2 separate regions of the Capra hircus genome follow, and region 1 is linked to region 2. The links are chromatin contacts, called in public Hi-C maps. All regions are on one chromosome and are shown on one strand. Each heading gives the region's core, a stretch centred on a gene start, on an enhancer-like site or on the middle of the called end of the contact. The rest is flanking DNA. Distances are from core to core; before and after follow the strand shown.

Region 1 (2,700 bases), core at 26-2,525, 64 kb after region 2:
GAGCACGCGCGTGCTGACAGAGCGCAGCACCAGCACCGACGCCAGGTTGGCGTAGCGGATGAGGGTGCGGCGCAGCAGACGGCCACGCTGGTCCACGCCGTGCACGGTGGCCGAGATGACGCACATCAGCTGGTCCGGCAGCGGGATGCTTGTATACTGGGCCCACCAGCGGTTCACCACCATGGTCACGTAGAAACCTGGTCGCCGCCGTGGGTGGTGGGGACGGGAAGGGAAGACGGAGGGCTTGGAAGTCAGTGTGTCCTGCCCGCAACCAGAACGCCTGGTCCAAGCCAGGTGGAACCAAGGCAGGGGGAAGGACACATTGACTCCGGCACCCTGCCTCTCTTGTCAGAGGGACAGCGTCATCCTCTGATCACGCCCTGAGGGACCAAACCAGGCAGGGAGGAAGAAGACTGCAGACCTCCTCAGGCAGAAGAGACCTGATGGTTCAAGTCCAGGCAGTGGTTAACTCTGAGCCCTGCTTCCCATGAGGGTGTGGAGGGAGGTGTCACCTCTCTCCAGTTCCCCTGAAGGACGAAGAGGGCTGTGAGGCCAGCAGCAGGCTGGGGCTGTGTTTGTAGTGAGGGTTGGGCTGGTGATAGGCAGGGCCTGCTGCTGCTGCTCCTAAGTCGCTTCAGTTGTGTCCGACTCTTAGCGACCCCATGGACTGCAGCCTACCAGGCTCCTCTGCCCATGGGATTTTTCCAGGCAAGAGTACTGGAGTGGGTTGCCATTGCCTTCTCCGAGGCAGGGCCTAGTCCTCTGGAAATCCTGGACCCGACACACAGCTCCCATGTCTGCTGAGCCTGCTCTGGTTGACCCCCAGATGGGCCGCCGGGCTAATTCTGACCCTCAGAGCTAGCAGCCCAGCCCAAAGGTCAGGAAAGATGGCTAGGAGGCTGCAAGCAAGAACCCCTTGTCCTTTGAACTTACCCAGTACAAAGGACAAGGGGATGAGGTCCGCAGAGCGGTTGCAGTATCGGGCCACCTGAGCATACACGTGCTTCTGCTCCTGGGTCAGCAGCAGCCTGGGGAAGGTCAGGTGAGGCCTGGGTTAGAGGGAGGTGGGCAACCTAGTCCCCCGCAGGCCAGCCCTGAGACCCTGCCCTCACCCTCGCACCGGTAGGTGACGCTGAGCAGGGCATACAGGGCGATGAAGAGGAGGAACTCCTTGTAGAGGAGCTTGTAGATGCTTCCCCGCCAACGGAGAAGCAGGCCAGAGAAGCCTCCGAAGCGGGCCTCCGCCACTTTGAGGGTGTAGGAGACGGTCATGGTGCTGGCGGCCTGGGGCAGAAGGTCGTGAGAGCTGCTCTTGGAGCTGTCCTTCTCTCCCCACAAACCTCCTCCTTAGCCTGCCTTCTCATCACCCAGCTTAGGTCCCCAAGTAACCTCCCACAACTCTGGTCCCCCCCGACCCCAGCCTTCACCCTTTCAGTAGGAAGGAAGCAGACAAGTGGACAGAGCACACCTCCAGCCCCCTAGGCTTAGTGGCACATGGGTCAAACCAGGATGAGATGGGGCAGAGGGGAGCTGAGATCTACATCCTCTCCTGCCTGAGGCTGCCCCAAGCTCCTCTTCCACTTGCAGGACTAGGAGGAACCCCTGAACTGCTGAGGACAGGAGACTCAACTGTCGCCCTGCCCCACACACCGTGGGGTCTTGCTCTCGAAGCTGATAGTTGGTCTCTCAAGGCGCAGGGCACCCTGACCCCCATCCCACACCTACCTGCCTGCTCTGGACAGCAGCCTGTGCCGAGGAAGGGGAACTGAGCTAGCCTTCACCCCACAACACTTAAGTACCTCCTGGGCCCATAAAGTTTGGCCGGACTGAGGTTATCATTGATGGATTGAGGCTGCACCCGGCCTCCCCTGGTGCTGGGAACTGGCCGTGTCTTCCTGTGCCTGCAGGGCTGGGCTGGCCTTTGAGTGCTATAAATGCCTCTGCATTGACCCCGCAGCTCACACCATGTCCTTGGAGCCAAGGTGACAGAACTGACTGTCCCACGCTCCAGGTGAGAAGACAGAGGCATGATAAAGTGTCATAACAGCTGCTGATGGCAGAGCACTGACTAAGTGGCAGGCACGGTGCCAGAGCACCAGTCCATCAAATCTCTGGCCTGTCCTGGGAAGCTCCCTCCCCACGCTGAGAGCTGGTTCTCCCTGCAAGTGGTTCCTGAAGAGAGGAAGCATGGAGAGGTGGTTAGGAACGTAAGTTTGTGAGGCCGACACACCTGGGGTTGAATTCTGCCTCTCTGTGGCTTTGTCCAAGATACCTAATCTCTCTGAACTTCAGTTTGCTCCTCTGTAAAACAGTATCAATAACTCCTTCCTCACAAGGCAGTGGGGAATATTCAGAGCAAGAATGCCCGGAGCCTGGAGCATGCAGGCTTTCATCCTGGGCAACTATCACCATGAAAAGCCAGTCTTTTCCCTTTGGTTTCCACCTAGTGGTCCACTGTTGCTTCTCAGAACCTGGGATGCCTGGCCAGCCTCTCCCCAAGCCAAACAGTGCCAGGTCCTGGCTTTTAACATGGCCTATGAGATGCCCCCACTTCCATCTGCTGTCATCAGCCTCTGACCTCGCTCCTTTTCATTGCTCCTTTGAGATCCTCTCTCGAATCAGTTAGTCATATCACCCTAAAATCTTCTACAAAGAGGTCTCCCCTCCAGCCCACAAGACCTTGGACAGGATTACATCTGA
Region 2 (2,700 bases), core at 6-2,505:
AGTCTTTCCCTCCTTTTGCTTCCACCACTTCCTAGCTGTGGTACCCTAGGTAAGTGCTTTAGCCCTCTGTGCCTCATCCCCTCAAATGTAAAATGGGGATAACAGTCGCCGCGCTGGTGCAAAGCGGACCTCGTCGGTCCCGGCCTGCGAGCGGCAGCGGGATACCGAGAGCGCTCAGCACAGAGCCTGGGCAAACAAGGCCTCGACAAGGGTTCGTCAGAAACTCAAAGTTTCTCTAAACTTCTGTCAGCCTTGCCTCTTTTCTCATTTTCTGCCACACATCCCCACCCACCTGCTCTGTGTCCTTCTCACCCCTTGTTTTTCCCCGTCCTGTCTCCCTCTGAAGACCCGACCCCTCCCTCCTCCACAGAACCTGCTAGATTCCTCAAAGGCGGAAGGCGGGCCTGCCTCGGCGCGGCCTTCAGCTTTTTCAGCCTCTAAGCCTCAAACCCTTCCTCTTCCCGCTCTAGCTGCTTCTGTGAATCCCCGGAGACCTCGGCCCCCTCCTCCCTCTCTTTAACCACCAGTTCCAGGAGGGCAGGGCCAGCTACCCCCACGCCTGGCACATTGTTGGCCAGAAAGCGGTGCTACGAAAGGTCGATAAAGAAGGGGGAGGGTGCTTTCTTGCGGGGATGGGGCGTGAGTGCAGCGGCCGGCCTCTCCAGCGCCTCTGCCTTCCCCAGCCATCGAGCTGATCAAGGACCTGGTCAACTACGACGTGTGCCCAGCGCTGCTCAAGGGCCTTGTAGCGCTACTGATACCGTCCTTCAAGGAGACCAGCAAACTGCAGTCCCAGATCGTCAGCGGTAGGGATCCGCTCGGATTGGGGGGTGGGCGCCGGCGGGGCAGGAGGGAGAACCGGGTTCCTCCCAGTCTCACGGCCACTCCCTCCTCTAGACTCGTCGGTCCTCGAGCTCACCGCCCACCTGCCGCTGTTTTTGCAGCAGGCCGCGGCCGCCAAGGCCATCGGGTAAGCGGGCCGCAGGCGGTGGGCGGATGCGGCAAGCCGGGCTCAGCGCTGCCCGGGCACTGCGGCAGGGCTCCGGCCGCCGAAGGGTCCCACCCTACCACCGCAGCCCGAATCCCACCCCCACCCCCAAACCACCCCACCCCCGCCCAGGATCCTGGCGCGCCACAACACGACCCTGGCCGAGGAGATGCTGCACCTGCGAGTGATACACAGCCTGATGGCCGCCATGGGCAACACGGATCACAGCAACAGCCAGCGGCAGGCCAGCCTCACGCTGGAGGTGCACAGGGCGGCTGGGCGGCGGGCGGGCAGGGCGCGAGGGCACTGCAGTCACGCCCCACCCCCGCCCGCCCACCGCAGTACTTCGTGCAGTTATTCCCGGTGGTGGAGGAGAACGTGCGCAAGACCATGGGGGAGGAACTCTACAAGCTCTTCCTAGTAAGTGGGACAAAACAGTGGCCCTGCGCGTGCTGCAGCTCACGCCCTCCCCCCACCCCCATGGACACCCCACACAAGATCTGGCTGGGGCGGGCGACAGAAGGGACTGCCGTGCTTGGGCTTCTCCACCTGGCACCCTTCCGTTCCCTTTCCGGCCCATCCTGTCAGGCTAAGAGCCTGACTGCAGCCTGCAGCCTCCCTCTGCCCACGCCCAACTCCAAGTCCAGGCTGCCCTGGCATCTAGCCAGGTTTCCCTTGCTTCTGTCTCCAGAGCAATGCCGAGAATCTGTACATGAACATAGATAGCATTCAGGCGGACATCTTGGCAGCCAACAAAGTCAATGTCACCAGAGGTGAGTGGCGAGAGAGGGGGCCTGGGCCAGAGGGGCAGTGACACCCAGTCTCAGGCTCATCTCCCTGCCTCCAGTGCTGCACCTCAGCGGCCTCTCCTACAGCAACATGAGCTTTTACTTTGGCCATTCTAATGAGGATCAGGTGGCCTACATCACACACTTCCAGAAGGAGGACGTGGAAGAAAAAGAGTAAGAGGAGGAAAAAGGAGCCTCGGAGGCAAGCCAGGAAGCCAAGGCTGTGTGGCAGGGAAGCCTGGCTGAAGCGAGGAGTCACAGCCAAGCTCCTGTCGACTCCCCTTGGCCTCGGTGGGATACTGGGGGTTCTGCCCTCCGGTAGGGGAGAGAGCGAGCCCGCTGGGAAGTCTTCAATAAACAAGTCTTGCTGTCTGTCTGGTGTCCATGTGTGGAGGGCAGAGGGAGATCCAGTGAGAGCTGTGATGATGGACCTGGGCGCCTCTGCTCATCAGGGAAAAAAGCTGGTCAGAAGGGCAGGACCACCAACCTCCTAGAAGATTCAGGGAGGTAGTGTGAGGAGTGGGCCTCACCTCCAGTCCCTCCTGGCCCCTGCACTCTCACCTCCAGGACACCGGACCCACCTGGGTTCTCTCCTGCTTCTCTGGTTGCTTTTGTCCGTTCTCTTTGCTGATTGATCATGCATGCAGGCTCAGTCGTGTCCACCTCTTTTTGATCCCATGAACTGTAGTCCGCGCCAGGTTCCTCTTTCCATGGGATTACCCAGGCAAGAATACTGGAGAGGGTTGCCATTTCCTCCTCCAGGAGATCTTCCCAACTGTGTCTCCTGCATCACAGGTGGATTCTTTACCACTGAGCGACCTGGGAAGCATTTTTATGGGTTCCTCCTTTTCAACCCAGCTTCCTGCAAGGTGGAGGGAGGCAGGACTTTGACCCTGAGCCTCTTCTCTATATTTATACCCTGGT

What was found. A called contact is a pair of places that touch in the nucleus more often than the background predicts.
Region 1: a Hi-C map of blood shows a contact between it and region 2, with 2.4 times the contacts expected there. The contact joins the promoter of BEST4 here to the enhancer-like site in region 2. A contact is called at or near these places in 4 of 5 Hi-C or Micro-C datasets (blood and liver).

What each region holds. Positions count from the first base shown.
Region 1 is chr3:19,536,648-19,539,347 of ARS1.2, forward strand. It overlaps BEST4 (bestrophin-4), which reads right to left and starts at 1,276. Exons shown (of 9, transcript XM_018043437.1): 1 at 1,121-1,276; 2 at 934-1,028; 3 at 1-197. The coding sequence starts at 1,272.
Region 2 is chr3:19,472,971-19,475,670 of ARS1.2, forward strand. C3H1orf228 reads left to right here. Exons shown (of 13, transcript XM_018043385.1): 8 at 684-806; 9 at 898-970; 10 at 1,121-1,250; 11 at 1,331-1,408; 12 at 1,680-1,761; 13 at 1,836-2,148. The coding sequence ends at 1,954. Among named protein-coding and RNA genes, the nearest start is that of KIF2C, 23 kb to the right of the region's middle. Within about 2 kb of position 1,256, at least 1 of the 5 cell types and tissues checked has an H3K27ac peak or open chromatin away from gene starts, as enhancers often do.